Linked DNA regions of Sus scrofa: region 1 is linked to region 2. The links are chromatin contacts, called in public Hi-C maps. All regions are on one chromosome and are shown on one strand. Each heading gives the region's core, a stretch centred on a gene start, on an enhancer-like site or on the middle of the called end of the contact. The rest is flanking DNA. Distances are from core to core; before and after follow the strand shown.

Region 1 (4,564 bases), core at 1,442-3,941, 170 kb before region 2:
AAGGTACCTCCTGAGAATACTTGTTGAACCCCAGGTTTCCTGAAGCAGAAGGATGACAAATGATCAAGAAGTAACTAGTTAGGTTACGCCACAACCCTGTATGAGTTTGTCCTTAATCCCAGCATTGTCTGTGCCCTGGGAAGCTTGTCAAACCCTACATCCACCATGCCACAGTTCTCCATCAACTCCTTCCCCCGAAAGGAATTCCACCCAAGGGAGTGCATTTGCCAGTCTTCAGTACCTCCTAAAGACATCTTTTTCTATTAACAACTTAAATGAGGTGTTGTTTTCATGCCATCAAATTCACCTGTTCTACATGTAAGATGCATTGATTTTTAGTAAGTTTACTGATTTGGGCAACCACAATCTTCTATGGAACATCTCCAGCACCCCAGTATGATCCCCGATGTCTGCTTTCACCTAACATCTTAATGATACAAGAGTAAGACCAAGACACAGGGGGAAGGAAGGTGAGGAGTGCACTTTATGGGGTGAAAGAACTCAGAGAGATGCAGAGGGGAAAGGCAGGAGGAAGACTTCAGATCATCTCAGAAGATGTTGTTGGAATGCATGGCACGGTGGCCAGTTCTTCATTGCTGCTCCTCAGGGAAAAGCCGTGGGATTACAAAAGCAAACATCCTCTTAACATATGATCCAGCGATGGTGATCCTTAGTAATTACCCAAAGAAGTTGGAAACTTACATCCACACAAAATCCTGCCCATGGATGATCAGAACTTTATTCATAATTGCCCAAACTTGGAAGCAACCAAGACGCTCTTCAGCAGGTGAATAGATAAATAGACTATAGTACATCCAGACAACGGAATGTTATTAAGCACTTTGAAAAAGAGCTATCAAGGAGTTTCCATTGTGGCACAGTGGAAAACGAATCCAACTAGGAACCATGAGGTTGCAGGTTCAATCCCTGGCCTCGCTTAGTGGGTTACAAATCCAGCGTCGCCGTGAGCTGTGGTGTAGGCCACAGATGCAGCTTGGATCTGGTATCGCTGTGGCTGTGGTGTAGGCCGGCAGCTGTAACTCCAATTAGACGCCTATCCTGGGAACCTCCACATGCCGGGCGGTGAGGCCCTAAAAAAAAAAAAAAAAAAAAAAAAAAAAACAGAGCTATCAAGTCATGAAAGGACATGAAGGAAATGTAAATGCGTAGTATTAAGTAAAAGAAGACAATTGGGAAGTGTTGCAGACTATGATTCCAACTATGTGACATTCGAAAAAGGCAAAACTATAGAGACAGGAGAAAGGTCAATGGTTAGGGGTTGGAGGGAGGAGCAAATAAGTACAGCACAGAAAATTTTTAGGGCAGTGTAAATACTTTGTATAATATCACAAAGGTAGATACAAGTCATTATTAATTTGTTCCAACTTCCGCAATATACAATACCCAGAGTGACCCCTAATGTGAATTACAGACTCTGAGTGATTATGATGCACCAATGTAGGATGATCACCTGTGTGACAAAGGTACCACTTTGCTGGAGGATGTCAGTAATGGAGGAGGCTCTGCTTATATGGAAGCAGAGGTCATATGGAAAATTTCTCGATAACTTTCTTTCAATTGTACTGTGAACCTAAACCTATTCTTGAAAAATATTGTCTTTAAAAAAAGCCGTCAGAGTACATGGCCCCGCCAAATGCAGTGCAATTGGTAGCAAAGTGTAGAAGATCCCTTTTCCCAGAATTCCCAATACCTAATGTTGCACTTTGTGCGGGGTTAATACTTAGATGTTTGTTAAATTGAAATGGGTTGGAGGGATGAGGGATTGGAGGGGGAAATCCTTTCTCCAGGGTATTTGTCACCAAGCATCCTTTCTCACCAGTTTTATTTTGGGTGATTACCTCATTCCACCATGTGTTATGTGTCGTCTTAGAGGGACAGTAATTCCAGGGATCCAGGAAGCCATAGAATAAGATTTTCTTCTTTTTCACCCCAGCACATCCAGGGACAAAGGTGTCACTTGGACTCACTTTAAACCAATGACATGAGATCAAAAGAAATGGCACACTGTCTATGGCCACAGCTGTCCTGACCTCAAACAGATTCAAGCTGCTATGAAGCAGGTGTTTGCTTCCTGCTTCCAGGCTTCCAGAGATGCCTTATTCCTACCTGTTCGAAACCCAGTTGCCCATCTCCTACTGATTCTGTGAGTCCTTCCAGTAATCCCTTATTACCCAGATTTGGATTCTGTTGCTTGCAACCAAGAAATCCTAACCACTTCATGCTGTTTAAAAGCAATGGCGATGACAGAGGTGAGAGGTGACAAGGACCTAAATTGGGTAATGGGGTGGCTTCCCCAATAAGGAAATTCAGGGGTAACTATTTTGTGACTAAAGAGAGATTTCGAGGCAGAAAAGGGAGTGAAGTCAAAGTTGATGCCAACGTTTTATACCGCGTGTATTTCTACCAGAAACTGTTTTCGGTCATTTGAACGTTCACCCAGGTGGGCTGAGAAAAGTGGTTGCACGTTTCTTATAAATGGATCAACAGAGCAAACTATTTTAAGACCTAACATATGAGGATGAATAATTTTCACATGCTTTTCACTTCGCAGAGAGAACCACCACCACGGCTTGTGAGGCAGTTGGTCTCACGGCTCAACCTCACGCACGTGCTGCCTGGGCAAGTGAGTCAGTCCCCTCCAAGTGCTGCTTCCTGCTGAATGGAAGAGCCAAGCTTGTGAGTCAGCCCTGCTCGCAGCCAAGAGGCTTTGATTCAGGATTATTTTCTGCCTTACCACACAAGGTTCAAAATGTCCAATCTCTTTTCTCTAGCACTGATGCCCAAATAGTGGCTTCATTAAAAATGTTCATTTTTATATGATACAAATGGACTTATTTACAAAACAGAAACAGTCTCACAGATGCAGAAAACAAACTTACAGTTAGGAAAGGGGAAATGTTGGGGGGGATAAATTAGGAGTTTGGGATTAGCAAATACATACTGCTCTGAGGACCTACTGTAGAGCACAGGGAACTATATTCAATATCTTGTAATAACCTATCATTTAGAACACACGAAAAAGAATATATATGTGTATGTGTGTATAACAGAATCACTTTGCTGTCCACCAGAAACTGACACAACATTGTAAATCAACTATACTTCACTTTTTTAAAATGTTCATTTTTAGAAATCATTGATCCTTTCTGCGCTCCTCCAAAATAAACATATAAATAAATAAAAGAAAGAAAAAGCAACCAAGAACGAGCAAAATGGTGAGGGGTACCATATCACATGTTAATGCTGAATGCCAGCTTCAATGGTTCAATGCCCAGTTTATGATGATGACAGAGCTCAGATGAAATGAGGATAGAAGAAATGTGCTATCACATGAAAACTATTTATGAATTTCCAGGCTGTTTGTCAATGAATAAAAGCTATGATCATTGGATAGATACACATTTTGTTAGTGCTACTTCGAACTGACACTTTGCCAAATTGCTACCATCCTTTCAGGGACGGTGTTTGAGGGAAATCATGACTTAATGGACTAGAGCTAAAAGGCTGGGCAAAAATATCAGGGCAGCAGCCTATTACTAAAGGGCTATGGCATGAAAGCCTTGGAATGCTTGTCAGTTGGAAGGGATCTCTGAGGTCACAGGGTCCAATCCTACTCGCCCGTGCCCTCCCCCGCATCCCCCTGCCCTTCCCCCCGCCCCCCGGCTGAAGCCTGCCAATTAGAACACACTCATAGATAATTTCAATGGTGTTGTATCACATACAAATGCTAGAGTGAGTCTCCTAGTGTTTCACAGACTGGAAATCTGATCCAAGAGCAGGAATAGATTAGCAGAGTTTATCTAGCGTACACATGAATCCTCTCATTGCCCTCTTTAGAGTAGAAATATGTCATTCTAGTTCAGTTTCCTGGGGTCACAAAGATAAGACAATATCTACTTCGATTTCAAACAGAATCCTTTATAGATAAAAGAAGCTTTTCGGTATAGAAAATAAAACGGCTTTTCAAATAGCCTCTCACCACAGTTAGTAATAATTTATGCTTGGTGAACAGGAAAATATGCTGAATTTATTCATTTTACTGCGCACCGCCTGTCGAAAGGGCAAGCTGATAGAGAGTAGGGGTGGGTAACTTATCAGGATTTGCAAATCTGATATAAAAGATTTTTGTAATTCCTCCGGACTTCATGAGGAGAGGAAAATTAACTCTGAAGGTGCAGAACAAAAAAATTCCTCTTACTGTCAGAGCCATGGTATCTGGCATTTTACCACATAGGCGGTTCTAGATGCTGCTTTTTCTTTTGTCCTCCAATATAAATGTTTGCCACACTTTTGAGCCCTTATAAAAAATTATGTCACAGCAGATCATCTGTGGTTATGAACCTAGAGTCTGGCCTAGTTTCATGGGCACTTTCCTGCCCCACTTTCATAAACACCTCTAATAGCTGGATAGCAGTTTACTCTCCTCCTCTGCCAACCAGCCCCGTTGCTTTAGTCAGGGCATATTTGTTTTCAAGCCTAATTATTTCTGAAGGAAAACTTAATTTTCTTGCATGATTTCCAGGCAATGTTTTAGAATGTCTTG
Region 2 (5,011 bases), core at 1,780-4,279:
CCATCATGGCTCAGGGGTTAACGAACACGACTAGTATCCATGAGGACGCAAGTTTGATCCCTGGCCTCACTCAGTGGGTTAAGGATCCTGCATTGCTGTGAGCTGTGGTGTAGGTCACAGACGTGGCTCAGATACCACATTGCTATGGTTGTGGTGTAGGCTAGCAGTTACAACTCCAATTGGACCCCTAGCCTGGAAACCTCCATATGCTGCAGGTGTGACCCCAAAAAGACAAAAAAAAAGAAAGAAAGAAAGAAAGAAAGAAAGAAAGAAAGAAAGAAAGAGAAAATCCTAGGGCAAGAAAAATTCTCTAAGCCTCAGATTTCTCATTTGTAAAAAAAAGAATATTGATAGAACCTCCTTCACAGGCAAAGCATTTTGAGCTCATTGCCTGGCATACTGGATAACATGAATTACTATCAGTTTTGTTGAGAAATATTTCATCTGAGGGGTATGGAGCCCAGAGACTCTGTCCTCTATTAAGTACCCCCTTTCTATTGACCAGAAGAATTTTATAAAGGAAGAGTAAAGCTTGGAGATTAAGAACACGCAGTCTGATAAATGAACTTATCTATGAAACAGAAACAGACTCACAGATATAGAGAACAGACATGTGGTTTTCAAGGGGGAGGGGGAGGGAGAGACTGGGAGTTTGAGGTTAGCAGATGTAAGCTATTACACAGGAAAGGGATAAACACCAAGGTCTTAGTGCATAGCACAAGGGACTATATTCAATATCCTGTGATAAACCATAATGGAAAAGAATATGAAAAAGAATGTATGCAAATGTATAACTGAATCACTTTTCTATATAGCAGAAATTAGCACAACATTGTAAATCAACTATACTTCCATAAAACTAATTTTAAAAAAGGAATACACAGTCTGGAGTTCCTGTTGTGGCTCAACGGCAACGAACCTGACCAGTATCCATGAGGATGTGGATTCAATCCCTGGCCTCACTTAGTGGGTTAAGGATCTGGCATTGCTGTGGCTGTGGTATAGGCTGGCAGCAGCAGCTTAGATTCTACCCCTAGCTGGGGAACTTCCATTTGCCACGGGTCCCACCCTAAAAACAAACAAACAAAGAATACACAGTCTGATGCCAGACTGTCCATGGTCTGTATGTCTGTGATATAATCAGGGCACTGTCCCTGTGTGGGGCTCTCAGAACACAGACACTGAGATGGATGGAGTTTGGGATGCATAATCATTATTAGGAATCAATATGTTTAGAAGGAAGGAGAAGGACAGAGGATTGGGCCAAAGCAAACAACCATTCTGGTTAGCCTGGGATGAGTTTATCGGCACACAGAACTTTCAGTGCTAAAAGCAAGACAGTCTCAGGCAAACTGGGAAGGTTAGTCACCCTAGCTGGGGCAGAAGTTGAAATGTGATACAGGCTCAGCAAATCTTCTACCAACCAGGCAGGGAGCTCTGTTGCGACGACGACCCATCAGAATTGTCCCATGTTGGGCCGAGATGCCTATGCCTTTGTACCTTGCCATTCTGTTCAAGGCAGGCTGTCCTTGGAAGGCCATGACCTTGGGCCAAAGAGCTGAGGCAGAGCCTGAAGGCACTGACAGGTGAAGGCAATGGAGGAGAAAATCCTTTGAAAGACAGTGCCTCTCTAGTTCTATCCCAGGCCCCATTTTGTGCCTTGATTTTCTTCATCTGCAAAATGGGGATATAATGTAAACAGCTTTATTGTGAGGATTAAATGAGTTAATATGTGTAAAGTAATTGGATCAGGGCTCAGCACACAGTAAGCTCCTAAGTATTAGCTATTTTGCCAGATCAGATGTTTTCCCTGGTGCTTCTTTTTTTCAATTAAAAAAAATTTTTTTTATCAGATCCTGAAATTCTTGATCTTTGGGTGACCTTTGTCAAACCACAATTTGACATTATTAAGTCAAATTACGTCATTGATTATTACTGTATCATTATTACGTCAGTCTGATTGTAATGCAGATAGCCAATCTAGAGAGTTCTTCATGTAACTCATTGGATTTGGCCACCAGCTGGTTTCTTAATTATAGCCAAGAACCTGGGGTATGAGTATCTTCCATGTTTCTTCTTACTCCTTGGTGTTGGGTTGAGTAAGGAAACCTCCTCAACTCCTTATGCTATGTCTATTATTGGATAATGGAAAGGATTAAGCAGGAGAAAAGTGATAGAAAAGTAAGGCCAGAAGGAAGAAATTTTAAGTTAAAAGTAGCTTTCACAAAAAAAGAATTTAAGCATGAGAATTTGGAAGCTGGGGGGAAAGTATAAATGGCAGAGTGATTAAAGACTCTTTTTAGCCTGGGTAAGTTTTGTGATCATGAGGCTGATGAGATAAATGATCCTCACCCCGACTTCCTTTTTCTCCAAAATAAGCCATGTTGTGTAATTCCATCAGGTGGCCACTGGCCTGCTGGTTCCTCTGCTCTGAAGACGCTAAAGCTACTAAAAGTCACGTGAATCACTTTATGAGTAAGAGCAGGAAACAGCACTAGGTTAACATTTGGAGTGTGACATTCTCAGTGTGAAAAATACTTCCCTCCACAAAGAGCTGGACACAAATTACTTTTTATAGTAGCCCTTGGCTTTCCATTTACCCAGGCAGGAAGTGTGAGGGAGCAGGGTTCCACACCCTCTTTTACCTGGATGACGTCCCTCTGTGTCATCTAATAGATGCTACTCAGAACAAGAAGGTGCATTATTTATCCCCTCCTTTCATCACCTGAGCTAAAGCAAGCCAGCCAACAAACTGAGCAAAAGAGCAATCTTAAAGGCCAAAAATAAAACAAAATAAAATAAAAACTATAAGATCTCTTTAGGTTGTTCTTCCATTGAATTCCAAGCATTATTTGTGTAGTTTCCCTTACCTGAACTGTTGGCATGAGAGGTGCAATTTTATTCTTGAAGCAGGGTGTTTCTCGGGCTTGGAGCCAAAGCAGTTGGCTCATTCACTTCCTTCTCTGCTGTATTTCTTCAGGGCTTTCTGCATGTTAGAAGCTTATTACCGGATGATTCAGGAGGGGATGCAGGAAGTATGGTTCCTCCTGACATTGGCTTCTCACATCTTTCTGGCCCATACTGGTTTACTTCACCAAGGAAGACACAGAGTTTCCTTTATCTGGGTTCCTTGGCAAAGGCATGGTTATCACGATGAAAATTCAAAGTAGAAAGAAGGGTTTTCCTGCCCCCTCTGCAAGGGAAAGCGACTGGGACTTCACTCCTGGGAGGAGCATGGACTGTTCTGCCCTGGGCTTCTTCTGATTTCTAGTACTGAGCTGTTTTGGAGCAGGTGACCCAGCTGAGTCGGTGACGCAGCTAAGGACACATACTTTCCACTCTCTCCCTAGTGGAAATGTTCCCCTTCATTCCTATAACCTTTCTCACCTGCCTGGTCCCTCTCAAGAACCACAGCGTATGTTTCCTATTCTAAAGTTTTAGGATTTGAGGCACCTGGCCCAGACCAGCAGTACTCACTCTGCATCTCTTTCCAGGAATTACACTGATGACCTTGACCTACGGGCTCAGCCAACCATGACAGCCGTTTCCAGGGAACTTAAAAGTCATATTCCTTTGTGTTATCAAGTGAAGTTGAGCCAGACCTGTTTGCTTTTGCGTCTCCACCGAGGTTCAGGGTTCTGATCCAAACAGGAGTGGGCCAAGGGGGAGCGGCTTGGAAACTTGCATGCAGGATCACAGAAGAGGATGATCTATGAGCAGAAAGGCTGCCAGAAACCAGAGGGAGGAGAAAGCAAAGGCAGCAGGTTCAGCCGTCCCCTTTTCATCATGCGACTCGGAGATCCTCTTACCAACTGGAGGAGTGCCCGGCTAAGGCTTCTTATTCAACGATGCATGAGATAAAATTTCTAGGTTGGTGTTTGAGCAAATGACTCACTTACCTTTTTATCATCTGAGAGAGGCAAGAAAGTTTTCATATCTCCATACATTTTGTACTTTATCCTTACACTTTCCCGATAAAAAATAAGAAAAATGAAGAAAATCTGAGAAAATTCCTTCATGGGCCCCAGACACAAAGTTTATTTTATGGACTAAACCAAAATAATGTCTAATCTCAGAACTACTTGAGCTTTATAATTAATGAACTTTAAATTTTCTGGTTAACTGTACATGTACTAAGAGACTTTTTTCTTTTTTCTTTTTACAAAGCTGCACCTGCAGCCTAGGGAAGTTTCCTGACTAGGGGTCGAATGGGAACTGCAGTTGGGGCCTTTGCCACAAGCACAGCAATGGCTGATCCAAGCCACATCTGCAACCTACGCCACAGTGTGCAGTAATGCCAGATCCTTAACCCACTGAGCAAGGGCAAAGATTGAACCTGCATCCTCACAGAGACAACGTTGGGTCCTTAACCCACTGAGCCACAATGAGAACTCCGCTATGAGACTTTTTATACCCTGCAAAAAATAGTTGGATATGTTTGGTATCTTTTCCCCTCATTATCTCTTTTTTTTTTTTTCTCTCTCTACACTTTCATCATAACCACTGCTAAGATGATCTGGTTATCTATTTCATATACATTAAAACAAGCTGTTTAATTTATGTGTGGTTAGATATTTTTAACTGAGTATTTGTACAGATCCTTGAAAAATTAGTTGTCAGAAAATGGAAGAGAGGGTTGACATTGCACTACAGTGATGGAAACAGGCATTGATGAAAGAATCAGTTCTTCTAGGGAGTCAAACTATCCCCATGTACATCTTGAGTCACATTTCTCCTCTATATCTTTTGCAATCTCTTCTTATGTAGCCTGCCTGACTTCCTACCATATCCTCAAAAATGCCTCCTTTCACCTCTAGGATTCAACTAGAGATAGGAGAAATAGGAGTTCCCATTGTGGCTCAGTGGTTAACGAACCCAAGTAGCATCCATGAGGACACAGGTTTGATCCCTGGCCTTGCTTAGTGGCTTAAAGATATGGTGTTGCCATGAGCTGTGGTGTAGGTCACACACGCAGCTTGGATCTAGTGTTGCTCTGTGGCTATGGTGTAGG

The links. A called contact is a pair of places that touch in the nucleus more often than the background predicts.
Region 1: a contact with region 2 is called in a Hi-C map of skeletal muscle, with 4 times the contacts expected there. The contact joins two enhancer-like sites. A contact is called at or near these places in 1 of 47 Hi-C or Micro-C datasets (skeletal muscle) and 2 of 2 datasets of contacts at active chromatin or transcription factors (alveolar macrophages and skeletal muscle).

The regions. Positions count from the first base shown.
Region 1 is chr1:56,259,913-56,264,476 of Sscrofa11.1, reverse strand. No RefSeq gene overlaps it. Among named protein-coding and RNA genes, the nearest start is that of TRNAE-UUC, 42 kb to the left of the region's middle. Within about 2 kb of position 2,691, at least 9 of the 83 cell types and tissues checked have an H3K27ac peak or open chromatin away from gene starts, as enhancers often do. A contact at or near this core is called in skeletal muscle, where this site is marked.
Region 2 is chr1:56,090,784-56,095,794 of Sscrofa11.1, reverse strand. No RefSeq gene overlaps it. Among named protein-coding and RNA genes, the nearest start is that of AKIRIN2, 24 kb to the right of the region's middle. Within about 2 kb of position 3,029, at least 20 of the 83 cell types and tissues checked have an H3K27ac peak or open chromatin away from gene starts, as enhancers often do. A contact at or near this core is called in skeletal muscle, where this site is marked.